Regions from separate parts of the Hordeum vulgare genome. Here region 1 is linked to region 2. A link is a contact called in public Hi-C data. All regions are on one chromosome and are shown on one strand. Each heading gives the region's core, a stretch centred on a gene start, on an enhancer-like site or on the middle of the called end of the contact. The rest is flanking DNA. Distances are from core to core; before and after follow the strand shown. Region 1 holds the start of LOC123408532. Region 2 has its middle 9.1 kb from the start of LOC123412109.

Region 1 (7,657 bases), core at 1,738-4,237, 410 kb after region 2:
TTTGTAGTAAAGAGTGGATAAAAATAAATTGATGGACCAGGATGAAAGGGGTGGTGGGAGGAGAGATAAAAAATCAAAAGTAGGAGACAAAAAAAAGCATGCGAAAGTTAACCGTACAGGCTAGCCTACCAACCGACACATTAGGAATAGAGATACTTTGTTTTTCTTTACGTTTTTAGTGGGTTTTTCTTGGTTTTCTTGTTTTCTTCCTCGGGTTTTCTTTTTCTAATCGTTTTCCCTTTTTCCATTTCTGTTTTTCTTTTCAGTTTTCAGGGAACAATTTTTCATATCCAAATCTTTTTTAAAATTCATGTACTTTTTATAAATTAGTGTATTTTTGGCTCATGAATTTTTTTCAATTTCGTGACCAGTTTTTAAGTGCATGGATTTAGATCTAAACTTGTTTTCAAACTTCACAAGCACTTTTAAAGTTTTATGAATTTTTTTCAGATTGGTGAACTTATTCTAAATTTTAGATCTGACTTTTTTCGTTTATGAACTTTTTTCTATTTTCTGTGAACTTTTTTCAAAAATCATTTCAAATCCTTGAACTATTCATATTTCCAAGACATTTCTCAAATTTGTGTAATATTTTTCCTTTTCATGAACTTTTCCATATATGCACAATTTGTTTCGAAAAATTATGAACTGTTTTCAAATTTATGTTTTTCTTAATATTTATGATTATTTACAAAAGGCAGCGATCAACTGTGATGTGAACCAATTAGAACAAGGGGACGAACAAGCGCATCGACAAGTTTTTTCTCACATAGTTTCGTCGATGTGTTGATGTCGTTCGAACTTCACGTTCTCGAAGGAAGAATTGTTGGCCCGACTCGATGACCGTCTTGTTCGAGTGCCAGTAGCCTAAACCAGCGATGAGAGCGACATTTAGGCCGTCTTTGTTTCGTAGGATTTTGAAAGCACAGGACTAGGAAAAGTATAGGGTAGAAGTGCGATGCCCACTTGAATTCTATAGTATTAGCAGGAGCGTTTGATGCCTCAAGAAAAATGAAGAAATGTAAAAAAAAGATTGGAGTGGATGTTAGATTTCCTATAAAATGTAGTAAAAAAATTTCATAGAAAAACTCCTATAGGATCAAACCCTATAAATCAAAGGACCAACGCAGGAATAATTTCTAAGGAGTTCAATCAACCAAAAATCCTATAGGATTCCTTTAAACTAAAGAGGCCCTTAGAAGCCCTCAAATTAAGGATCATACGTGAAGGATGGGAGCTAGTTTACTATGTTTTATAGGGATGAGTTCGAGGGCCGTTGCACTTTTGCCTCAGGCGTTGCTGCCTAATGGGCTGAATACTCATCCCATGACAAACGACGCATTTGTTCTTGCCATCATAGTTTTAAAAACCGATTCGATAATCGAACCGGGAAGGTTGGTGGTTCAGGTTTTCACCGGTCGGACCATCGATTCATCGGTTCGATTGTCGTTTTTTAAAGAATAAAATAATAAATATTTAATCAATAAACACAACAGTGAATAGATGAAATAATATATATTTTATCAACAAATACACCAATCAATAATATATCAAGGAGAAAGCTCCCAATGGAGTGAACCCTACCAAAAGAGGTTTTTTCCTTTATCGATTCTACCCTCACCTTATACGCACAAAAACAAGTCAGCAAAGGGGTTTTCTATCATTAACACTGAACCGTCGGTTTTCCATGAACCGCCGGTTTGGTCGTTTTTTTTTCTGGTTTGATTGCGAGACGGTTCACTACGCCTAAAAAACTGTTGGAATTGCCGGTTTCGAGTTTTTTCGGTCCGACCACCGGCCCGGTCCGGTATTTTGAACTATGTTTGCCATATGGTCAGCACGGTATCCCGTTACGTTAGAGCTATACCTCTCCTGTACAGATTCCTAAGAGGAATCGCCTATGGACGGACGCCTATTGCGCTGGCCCATTAGCAGTTGTCACTCGAGTCTTTGCACGTTCGTGTCCGGTTGCTGCGTTTGGTGTTTCTTCGCTTTTTTCCTTTCTAATTTACTTTTGTATTTTACCAGTTTCCTTTTGGTATTTCTACGTTTTGTTTCATTTTTCTTTAGCTTTTAGAGGTTTTCTTTTGTTTTTCTTCTTTTAGTCTCATACGTTGGTTTTCTTTTTAGTTTTTTAGGTTTTTCCTTTTTCTTTTTTTGTTTCTTTGTTGATTTATGTTTTTATTTTTTTCACACATGTCTATTTTTTTACCTTTTTCTAACACATGTCTACTTTTTTTTGCGTATGTTGTACGTTTTTTATACATGTAAACAATTTTTTATACTTGATATTTTTTACAAATAAATATTCAACATTTTTATAAAAATATGTTTTGAAAATTATGTTAATCATTTTTTGAAATAAGTACTAAAACCTTTTTTCATGAAGAAACATATTTTTAACTATGCAAACATTTTGATACACTTTATAAACATTTTTTGAAAATGTCATGATCACATTTTGAAAACTTGTGCAGAAATTTTAAAATGTGACTTAGATTAATTTGAATGTATGAATCATTTCTTTTGAATCAAAAAAATGTTTTTAAATAGGGTAAACATTTTTTTAAATTTCAAATAAATATTTTTCAAATGAGAAATTAGTTAATTTTCACAATTTTTTATACACATGATTAATATCTTTTTTTTATTCATGTTACATTTTGCCGGTACATTAGAAACCTTTTTTAATACACATTTAAATTTTCTCAGTTACGAGTTAAATAATTTTTAAAATATATGTAATATTACGTTATACATTAGAAAAATAAAATAAAAGTATGAAGGAAAACCTGAAAAACAAAAATAAAAAACACATTGTCAATGTTACGGCAGCGCAGAGCGGGATGTGGTTACGGGGCCGGGCCAGTTCGGGCTCCCTGAAGGCTGAAAGCCCGGCCCTCGGATCGCCAAGCCTTTGCACCACGTGGCACGTGCACGAGTACATTGCGTTAACCGTATGTACCCACGGCGTGTGCATGACACGTAGGGCCGAGCGCGCAAACCCTAGATCCAGAGCCGCGGACAAGACACACACCGCCTCATCTCTCGAGCCTTGGGAAGTTTGTGCCCGTGGCCACCGCCGGCCATCCACCTCGCAAGTCGGCCCTCGCCAGGACTCCGCCGTACTTTCCCGAGGTTGAGGCCCGCCGGCCGCCGCGGCCTCGCCCCCACACCTGCCGGCGCCCCACCACCGCAGGCCGTTTCCTGGTAATGATGCCTGGATTGGTTACCAGTTTCTTTTATTCGGTACTGTATATGCTTGCAATTGCCACGACTGATGCAAAAATCAGCTGAAATCAAGCGAGCACTGAGTCTGAAAGTAATAAAAAGCATAAAACACCGTCGTTTTTACAACTTGTTAGCATCCCTAGTTCAGCCATCACTTGGTGATCTGCCGAGAACTCTGTGGTTTGCTCTGCTCTCAATTCAATTACATCATTATATTATATGCCCTGTACTTGCACATGCTCATGCTTTATGGAGCCAGCAGTGAAAAACTGAACTAGTGTGCTTAAACCTCACATGTGTACAGCCCTTGCTTCCAGACCACCCACCAATTTGGTCATACTTTAACACTCAGATCACTTAAGTCACCTTATCTGTCTTTCGCAAAAGGGAAAATAACAGAGAATCACCCTTTTGATTATTATAATTGATTGAGTTATCATTCACACCCTCGTAATGTTCCCTGCATGAAATTTCATGTAGAAAACGCAATGACCTAATTTTTTAAAGCTTTGAGGCAAGTTGTTTTGTTGGAAAATTTCCTTATATCGTAGAAAATGCTCAAACAACCAACTGAGCAACTACTACTCAAAGTTGCCTTGCTGGCTAAAGCTCTGTTCTACTTCTTACAGTTGCCTAATTTTTGTATTCATCTCATCTTGTTAGGAAACAGAAGCTCATGGGGACGGGACAAATTGTGGGTGTTCTTCAGATAGGTGGCGAATTCACCACAGATGCTGATGGGCTTATGTCCTATTCTGGTGGAGAGGCACATGCAATGCTTATCAAAAGTGACTGGACTTTCAGTGCATTTAAGCATGAGATATCTTCAACGCTTAATAATCTCAAGGTCGACCAGTTCTTGTTCAAGTATTTCCTCCCAAAGAATAATAGGACCTTGATTTCTATTTCCAATGACAAGGACCTACGTCGCATGGTTGAATTCCATGCAGAGTCGGAGACGACATACATTTATGTCATAAAGAAGGTCGACAACAGGTACCTTTCTGAACATCAATTGTTTTTTCCACTTGCATTGCCAAAATGACAAATGAAATATTTACAGTGCAAAGAGCGTTGTTGCTGACTCGGCCACTCCTACACATGCAATTGCCGTTGTCCCAACGACTCCGGATGGGTCTAAGAGACAAAAGGTGTGCGCAGAGTGGAAGGATGTGATCACTGGAGTCGGCCAAGTATTTGAAAGCCCCAAGGATTTCCGTGATGCCTTGCATAAGTATGCCATTGCACATAGGTTCCATTACAGATTTATCAAGAATGACTCAACTCGTGTTACTGCAGAATGTACTGGTGAAGATTGCCCATGGCGGATACATGCTTCCAAGTCTCCTGCCAATATAGATTTCATGATCAAGAAAATATCTGAAACCCACACCTGTGAATCTGAAACTGTGAAAAGTCATCGTTTGGCGTCACAACGATGGGTTGCTAGTGTTATAAAGGAAAAGTTACGTGATAGCCCACACTACAGGCCAAGAGACATTGCAAATGATCTCCAACAGGAGTATGGATTGTGCCTAAATTACTCGCAGGCTTGGCGTGGAAGATCAATTGCTCAGAAAGAACTTTATAGTGCACATGATGAGGCATGCATCCAGCTACCATTGTTTTGTGAAAGTATTAAGGAAACAAACCCTGGAAGTGTGGCAACAGTGGTAACTATGGAAGATTCAAAATTCTGTTTCTTTGTTGCTTTCCATGCATCGCTTTATGGTTTTGAGCATGGGTGCAGGCCACTCCTTTTCCTTGATGCAGTATCTGCAAAATCGAATAAGCAATGGAAGTTACTGACTGCTACTTCAGTTGATGGACAAGGGGATGTGTTCCCAGTTGCATTCACTGTAGTGGACAACGAGAGCCGTGAAAATTGGCATTGGTTTCTTGAGCAACTAAAATATTCACTGTCGGCATCTCATGACATAACATTCATATCTAATGGAGAAAATGGATTATGGGATGAAGTACCATTGGTGTTCCCTGACAGTCATCATGGATATTGCATGGACTTCCTTATTGGAGCATTTAAGAGGCAATTGGACGATGCGTGGACTGAAGAAGTAAGAGATGCTATGGTTGAGCTTCTTAAGAGGGCCATATTTTCATGCACAGTTGATGAGTTCAATCTGTGTATGGAGCAAATTAAAAGTGAATCTGATAAGCTTGCTGAATGGCTTTTGGAGATCAAACCTGAGCGGTGGTCAGATGCCTTTTTCATGGGGTCGCGGTATGGTCAGTATTCATGCAATATTTCCAGCACTGTTCTTGACTGGATCCCCCCAAGACATGAGCTTCCCGTTGTGCAGTTGGTTGACACAATAAGATGCAAGCTCATGGATATGATGTACACACGCAGAGAGTCTGCTAATGAATGGCCTGATGGATTAACGCCTGTAGCTAACCAGAAATTGCAGGAAGAAGTGAGCAAAGCTCACTCACTGAATGTTATGCCCACAGAAAGTGATGGCGATGGTAATTTGTTCAAGGTATGCGATGACTCAGTTAATGTTGTCAACATTGAGAAGTTTGACTGCACCTGCCGAAAGTGGAATGTTTCTGGGTTGCCATGCATGCATGCAATTGCAGTATTTGAGCACACTGGGCAATATGCATATGACTACTGTGTACAGTATTTCACGACGAAATGTTACCGCTCGACCTATTCAATGTCCATAAATCCGATACCTGATGTTATTCTGGGTCCTACTACATCAACGGACAATTGTCAGAGTCTAGCGACATTCCCGTTCCCAATTCGAACTCGTCGACGGGTTGGCAGGCCGAAAGAGAAACCAGCTGATCCGCGCATCACAATTAAAAGGGCAGTGCGCTGCAGCAGATGTAAAGGTTATGGTCACAACAAAGCAACTTGCAAAATTCCTATCAGCGGCGAAGCCTTGCCTGCCTTGCCTGCCTTGCCACCAGCTGAGCTCTCCGATGTACACAATTAAGGTGGAGAATTACTCTTGATGTTCCCTGTAAGCAAATGCTTCTATTTCTTTCTTTGGGAACCTGTGACATGGTAGTTGCTTCTAGCCAAGTTGCTCTGTATTCACTGTTTTGCTTAGGCTAGCGACATTTGTTTAGTAAATTAAACATTGTGATGTTCACCATTGCAGAAACTGGGGAAATTCTGCCATGTTCCGATGCCCAGTCTATGTGTTGTTGTATTTATCTTTCCTCCTGCCGTGGGTCTGTCTTACCATTTCAAGCAAGGCAAGAAATGCGTCATAACTCATAACTTCAGGTTGAATTTTTGGTGCATTTGAATTGCAGTTGATAATGCTCGGGCATTTATATTGTGCCGGAAGAAATTTCTTAGTTATTATGCCTGAAGCAATTTCTTGTTTCTTGTGCAACATGGGCCATATTTTAGGGTAGTCTATTTGCCATCTTTATATATTTTAGCATCGTATTGAGCCAGTAAATATATATGCTGTTTTAACGCATTTGAATTTATGGACTGGAAGTCAGAGGTTATTAATTTGCTGCTTGTAAGCGGAAGAGCATTCATTGCAGCGTTTGAACTGTTTTGGTCAAGTACAACCTGAATGGGTGATCCTCTTGTTTTGTTTGTTGCCAAATAGTATTTGGCTGCATATGGATCCGTTGCTGTTGCCTTACATATTGTTGCCAAAATTTTGGGCCAGCCCAGGAGAGAGGATTCCTTCACCAAATAACTGGCGAGCTAGTATTGACAGGCACGCTGTCGGGACCCCGATCCTAAGCCATAGAAATCCAGCCTGTAACACATCGCATCCTTTTGCGGTCTCACGCACGGTTAACCCCACGGTTGCCACCTTACCTTAGCCGGGACCGTTTGCGCCTTTTGACTCACGTATGCAATTGTGTTGCTAGCATTCCATGTCAAAGAATCCGGGTCGACATAACTAGTCATAAACTCAAGTGGCTCAACTGTACAGAGACAGGCATACATAACCCAACAAAGCAGGTGTCGGTCATCAGCGAGTGTAGACGAGTCGTAGCAAGCTACAAGGACTTCATTACCCCGCGTGACATTTCTCCGTAGAGACAGACACAACAACTAAGAAGGATACATGCCGGTCAACCAATGTGTCCGGAGCAGTAGCGAACTACCAAGGCTTGGTGGAAACACAAAGGGGCATTTATCTGTATAGAGAGCTACTAAGGGCATATGACTAGGTGTTGAATCCCATACATATCACAGTGCATCACACGTACGCATGACATACTTTGATATGCATAGATACAACAATGGCATCACAACATAACCATACAACATCACAACGTTTATTTAGAAGACTCGGAAGAGTCTTACATAATAAGTTCATACAGGTAGGGGTCACACGACCCGACACTCAAGTCATACAAGCAAAGTCATACAAACCAAGCGGAAGCATTAAAGCTGACTGAGTACAGACAGTTGAAA
Region 2 (7,276 bases), core at 4,393-6,892:
ATTGATAGAACCGCGCAAAGTCATGACGATATCTAAGGCAATGATCATACATATAGGCATCACGTCCGAGACAAGTAGACCGATACTGTCTGCATCTACTACTATTACTCCACACATTGACCGCTATCCAGCATGCATCTAGTTTATTGATTTCATGATGAACAGAGTAACGCCTTAAGCAAGATGACATGATGTAGAGGGATAAACTCAAACCAATGATGTAAACCCCATCTTTTTTACCCTTGATGGCAACAACACGATGCGTGCCTCGCTACCCGTTCTGTCACTGGGTGAGGTCACCGCACGGTATGAACCCAAAACCAAGCACTTCTCCCACTGCAAGAATCATAGATCAAGTTGGCCAAACAAAACCCACAACTCGATGAGAATTACAAGGATATGAAATCATGCATATAAGAGATCAGAAAAACTCAAATAAGATTCATAGATAATCTGATCATAAATCCACAATTCATTGGATCTCGACTAACACACCGCAAAAGAAGATTACATCGGATAGATCTCCATGAAGATCATGGAGAACTTTGTATTGAAGATCCAAGAGAGAGAAGAAGCCATCTAGCTACTAGCTATGGACCCGAAGGTCTATGGTGAACTACTAATGCATCATCGGAGAGGCCATGGTGTTGATGAAGAAGCCCTCCGTATCCGAATCCCCCCTCCAGCAGGGCACCAGAACGTGTCCCAGATGGGATCTTGCGGAGACAGAAGCTTGCGGCGGCGGAAAAGTATTTTCGTGGATCTCTCGCGTAGTTTTGGATTTTTCGGGAATTTATAGGCGGAAGAGGTAAGGCAGACGAGCCACAGGGGGCCCACAAGCCTGCTAGGCGCGCCCCCCTGGTCGCGCCTAGGGGGCTTGTGGCCTCCCCTGGTGGCCTCTGCCTTGGTTCTCACGTCCCTTGCGTATCTTCTGTTCCGGAAAAATCTTTTCAGAAGTTTTATTCCGTTTGGACACCGTTTAAAATTCTCCTCTGAAAAGGGTCAAAAATACGGAAAAACAGGAACTGGCACTTGGTACTGAGTTAATAAGTTAGTCCCAAAAAATATATAAAAGGCATACAAAACATCCAAAGTTTGACAAGATAATAGCATGGAACCATCAAAAATTATAAATATGTTGGAGACGTATCAGCGGCCTTGATAGTGAGGGTGGCGTCCTTCCTGGGACGGGAGGTGTCGCAGGGCGGCTGGCTGTGGCCCTTGGCTGCATGGGCAGTGATGGTATAGAGGAGGTGGTCGCGGCATGGGCGATACCCCATTCTCCCCCATGGTCACATCTGAAGAGGGCCACCTAATCCTTGTTACCCATTCCACCGGCTGGTTCAATTTCCGATGAGATCCTCTCCGTGGGATCTGGCGATTAGTGTGGTGGGAGTTGGACTGAGAGTTCTATCCAGGGGAAACCCTTGGTCGACGGTTGCAGCCACAACATCGGCGGTGCTGCGGGCGTTGGATCCCTATTTGGATGCTATGTTAAAGTTCATCTCCTCCACTCTATTCCTCCACTACATGGTGAAAACCCGAAATCCTTGGGATGGGGTTGCGACGACACAACAGTGTCGTTTTCACCTTGGTAGCGTCATCTTAGGGGGTGAGTTGGAGCTTGTGATGCGCATAGCTCGAGTGGTTCCTCGAGGTGGCTCGGTTCTCTTGATCTTTTGTCGTGTCTTCAGTGGCTATGGGACCAGTGGCATCAGGTGGTGTTCCTGAAGGAGGAGCGGCGTGGCATCTAGCAAGTTGACAACGATGTCTCTGAGTGGCATGGAGCAACGAGGTCTGTGTGGATGGTGTCGTTGTCTGGCGTCGTGGTGGCATCGACGACAGGCCTTGCAAGGTCGATGTGTCAGTATCTGCTCTCAAAATGGATTGGTGGATGACAACGGTAGCGACCTCTGAGAGTGCATTGGACAGGTGTGTGCCCCGTACCCATCATGAGGCTTGGTTGGGGCCTCTCACTTTAGATGTTATGCTTTGGTGTGAGGTCTGTTTGGTATTCGACTCAGATAATCGACACCCCTTCATCAAGTGGTTAACTGTAGCGACATGTATTATCACGATGATAGCTTCAGACTTACTGACATATTACTTTACAAAATCTTTATAAATAATAAATAAAATGACTTCATGCAGAGGCAAATGTTGGGGTTATCCTTTTCTTTAAATGTCTGATGTGGTATTCTTTGTGCAAGCATACGCTGCCAAAGTACTTCAACAAGGAGTCGAAGACTGAACATTTTCTTCTAGTCTCATGTGCAGTTGGTTTTTCCAAGCGAAAATGATATTTTTCTTTTTTTGTGAGAATCACTTAGCGAAAATGATGCAACCAGTATAAGATCGATGGATCCTTCTTGGACTCCACTATGCAGCGGCGTTGCACGTGCGCCTTGCCGTGCATGGCCCAACTAATCATCAATGTAATGTAAAATTAGTGTGTTTCTAAAATTAATGTCTTTCCTCCTGTTGTTTTACTTGAAAAAGCCCGAAATCCACGCTATATCTCTCTTATGCATGCACGCAATCTCTCTTATGCATGCCTGATGAACGTTAAAAGGTTTAATCTCTAAAACAGTTAATTTGATGGACGTTTTGTTTTCACCATTGACTTTGTTGTAACGAGATCTTGGATACTAGATCCCATGTTGACATATTTTGACCTCAAAAAAATCTGTTCGTACTTGCCACATTGTTGCATTTACTTGTCATATTTTTAAACACTCAATTGTCTGACAATAAATAAATTAATTGCCATATTTTTGCAATTGCATGTAAAATATGACACCTTGATTGAATTAAATTGCAAGCACACAAAGATCTTTTTTTGGCAATGACATGTAAAAAGTTGACAACTCATCATATTTAAAATTGTCAAGCACAATAAATCATTATTGGCAATCATCTGTAAACATGACAAAAATTGCATAGTTATAGCTAGCAAAGGACAACAAATCATTTGTGGCAATTACTTATAATAAAAATGACAATTCGAGATAGTTAAACTGGCAAGTACATCTATGACATTGTTTTGAAAAAGCTATCTTTGATATGCATGGAGATTGAGAGGTGATAGTACAAAAAAAATGATGAGAGTTTTTAAATGTAGCTAATTAGCTCCCTACCTTTAGCAAATGCGAGTAGGTGAGTAGCAAAATAAACAAAACGTAGTGTACCATAACATTGTAGTGTTTAACATAAAGTACTGTAGCTAGAACATATGCACACATATGACACGGGCAGGGCCACCGCATGCAAATGTGGATGTGTGCGCCCGTCCACCGCACGAGAAGAACACGACGCGATGTCTTTAATTTAGATTTTTTTCCATCCTTTCTTTAGGAGTGCGACTTTTTGGAGGACGGGCTCCTTGGAGCCCTTTTTTCAAAAAAGTCAAAATTGGTACTTTTAAGTTTCGAAAAAAAATCAAAATAAATCCTGTAAAAACTTATACATATTTTTGACGGATATGTAAAATTTCATTCAAAGATATTATGATTTGCAGGCTGTACAAACAAAACAAAATACAGCCCAAGAATAAAGTTTTTTTGGCCTATTGCCATGAATGTACTCGTCTTTTTTGTCTACACCACATATGAAACTATATTATTACAAAAAAAAATCAAACGTGTTATACATATACTTCTATATGTATAAAAAAAATTCAACTTTTTAAGCTGTGGAATATGTTATATTAAATCAGGCTCCATGAAGCCGGTCCACTATTCGGGATATTCGCAATATTTATCCGTTATTAGGAGAGGCAACATTTCGGCACAGATGAACCCTCCCCTAACGGGCCTCAATAAAAATATATTCAATCCCGCAATCATGTTAAGCGTGAGACATCCTACTCCGTGCATAGGGTGGCGCGTGCAACAAATGGATTTCATAAACATTCACTAATTTAAAACAATCACAAATTTTAAAAATTGATCCCAAATAACAAAAACTATCATGAATTTTATAACTTTTCATAAATCGGAAAAAAATCCACAGATTTCGAAAAAAATAGTGAATTTAAAAATTCTTCTTGGATTGAAATATGCTAATAGTTTCGTCAAAAGAAGTGGCAAATTTAAAAAATATCCATAGATTTCTAAAATTGAGAATAATATTTGATTTGAGAAGTTCTTCCAAATTTGAAAAAATGCTCACAAATTTAGAAATCTTTCAAACTAATAAAATATTCATGCATTTTAAAAACAATTACTGTATTTATAAAATTGGTTCTAATTTACAAAATAATGAACTAAAAAATTTCCACAGATTTAAAAATTATTCTTGGATTTTAAAAACTGTTTAAAATTCAAAAACTATTTTTTCTCCTATCTGTATTACTTTTTACTCAAACACATGTATCTAACATTGAAATATATCTAGATATATCGACTGGAGCGACAAGTAATATGTATGGGACGGAGTAACTAATTTGTAAAATATTTCCAAAATTCAGAAAATGTTCAAAGACTTAAATGAGCCTGCTTGTTAGAAATATGTCTGGCCTCAAGCGAGACAGTTGGATGACTCGTTGAAGGCAGCCATCCGATTGCGTCGGCCTAGCGCAGTCACGGGGCTTTCAGCTCTTATATTTACTAAACTGTTTTGTAAGATTATTTTTATTTTCCTTATAATTCAAAATATTCCAAGTATTTTTATTATAAAAGTTACTTTATATACAAAAATGCATTCTTTAATAATACAATTAAAACATGTTAAACGTGTGTACAAAAATGTACAATGCATACGGAAAAGTTAAAAATAAAAATTGATTTGTTTTTAATTTTTAAACATGCATACATAAAATCTTAAATGTGTATGATAAACATGTAACATATACAAAAGTGTACACTGTATATAGGGAAAGTAGACTTAAAAATATTTTACAACAGTTAATCTTATATATTTAGAAAATGTTAAACGTGTATATGTTTTTTCTCTGATTTATAAAAAATTTAAAATGTAAGAAAATATATACATCAAAACCTGTATGTTTAAAAATGGAATTTGGAATATTTTAAACCTGTATATATACTGTTCCTGATACTAAAACGTTATTTATGAAAACATAGGCATAAAAAATATAGTTGTTTTCGAAACTTAATTGTGTATTTTCAACATAATAAATGTGTGTATAAGAGAATTCCTGGTTTATATATACAATGGGTATAAAAAACATAGACATCAAAATATATATGTTTTAGAAAATGGTAATCATGTATCTCGAAAATATTAAATGAGTATTTATAAATTGCTCCTAGTGTATAAGAAAAATTACAAAGAAAACCTATAAAAACAAAAGGTAAATAAAAAACCAGTAAAAATCAAAAAAGAATGAAAAATATTAAAGAAAGAGAGAGAGAAAAAAGATGAGATACGAGAGAAAGAAACAGCAGGAAAACAAAAAAAACAGAGAAACGATAAAGAACCAAGAAAATGGGAAAGAAAAAAAGAAATAAAAGAAAAAAAGAGAGAAAGAAAACCTAACTAAGCCCACGCAGATGCTATCAACCGAGCGAACCAAAAGCAAGACAGACAAATAAATCCTAAATAGACCGGCCCAGAAATCAATAGACAGAAAGAAAATCCTTTAGGGTCACAAGTTATCATAGTGCGCTGAGCAAGATATAACTCTCGCGCTGCGCGGGGGGGCTCTTTACGGGTCACTTTTGTTAGCCGGGAGGCCTCTAAGTCATGCGTCGAGCTGCTGCCACCTGCCGTGTGCTATCCCTCTAGATATATTTTTACTTGTTTTCATAATTTAGATGGTTACATTTTTCGGGTTTTTTGGTTGTTGAGTTTTGCGTATTTATCTTGGTTTTCTTAGGTTTTGGAGGGAATAAAATTGTTTTTCTTTGTGAATCACATTTGTGATTCTAGGAAAGTAATTTTGTTTGTTGTTTGTCATGGAAGCACATATTTGATTTCATGAAAAGCACAACCTATGGTTCCATCAGATGCACAACATATGTTTTCACAAGAAGCAAATTTGTGCTTACACGAGAAGCATATTTCTGCTTCTAGACTTGCTTCCCCGAAAAAGGGAAAAATCATAGCTTGTAATTTCTCAAAAAAGAGAAAATCACAACCATGCCATCCCGCTCTATTTTTTTCTTCTTTTTTGGGTATTTGTTCTTAAAAAATCATCAAGACCTATTAACAGATAATCCAGTTTTAAATATGTTGACGTGAGAAATTCAACGGTAAAATAATTCATTATTTAAACACATGGCTCAATATGTAAAATGTTTTAAATAAATGAATATACAAAGAAAAAATTCCTTGTTTGCGCACGGCCCAATATGTAAAATGTTTTAAGTAAACGCACATACATTGTTGCACTTGTCAAATCCCGGGATGGTGGATGCTGACCTGGTACTTATCTTTGAAAGGGGTATACACGACCCTACCTGTGGAATAGGATCTGAATTTATGGAGCTCCTATTCGCCGCATTATGTGGCAAACATACCTCCCTTCGCACAGGGATCAATCGAGTGGCCAGCCCATTTTGAGTTGAACAAACCGAGCTGTCCGGCAAAAAAAGCAAAATAACATTGCGTCATGCGAGACAGGATTCAAACTACAAAGTTCCTGTTTGTACATGAGTCCGGCTAACCCATTCACCGATCGAACGTTGTTAACATAATGAGCAGAGTGAACTATGAAGTATCTCTTTGTCTTAAAATAAGTAACTCAACTTTACAGAGTGAACTATGAACTACAAAGTTAGTACAAAGTTGAGTCACTTATTTTGGACGGAGGGAGTACTATATTTCGCAGCGTAATCTGGACATTCCTTAATACTTGCAAAAAAAGTTTCAAATTTCGAACATTTTAATTAAGTGCAGAATAATTTTAACAAATGTGAACGAATTTTGATATTTCACATCATCTTTTCCAACTATGAACAAAGTTTCAACTTCCTGAACATTTTTCCTAAAACGTGAACACCTTTTGATTTATAAACAAAACTCGAAAAATGGAGCATCATTTATAATTGTAAAAAAACTATTTGAAACTAAAAAAATAAAATTTTCAGAACATTCTTTAAACACGAACATTTGTCAAAGTTCTAGAACATGTTTGAAAATGTTAATATTTTTTGAAATGGTGAACAACGTTTGAAACTAGGGACAAAGTTTTAGATTCAGAACAAAATTTTAGACTGAGAATAATTGGAAAATCTTGATTTTTTTAGAAATGCGAACATTTTCTATATAGGTGAACAAAAATTGAAACCGAATTGTTTTTCAAAAAATTTGA

The links. A called contact is a pair of places that touch in the nucleus more often than the background predicts.
Region 1: a contact with region 2 is called in a Hi-C map of seedling, with 4 times the contacts expected there. The contact joins the promoter of LOC123408532 here to the enhancer-like site in region 2. A contact is called at or near these places in 2 of 6 Hi-C or Micro-C datasets (leaf and seedling) and 1 of 1 datasets of contacts at active chromatin or transcription factors (embryo).

What each region holds. Positions count from the first base shown.
Region 1 is chr7H:544,897,825-544,905,481 of MorexV3_pseudomolecules_assembly, forward strand. LOC123408532 reads left to right here and starts at 2,988. Exons shown (of 3, transcript XM_045101618.1): 1 at 2,988-3,210; 2 at 3,895-4,227; 3 at 4,295-6,786. The coding sequence starts at 3,908. The coding sequence ends at 6,197.
Region 2 is chr7H:544,488,644-544,495,919 of MorexV3_pseudomolecules_assembly, forward strand. No RefSeq gene overlaps it. Among protein-coding and RNA genes, the nearest start is that of LOC123412109, 9.1 kb to the left of the region's middle. Within about 2 kb of position 5,643, at least 1 of the 3 cell types and tissues checked has open chromatin away from gene starts, as enhancers often do. A contact at or near this core is called in seedling, where this site is marked.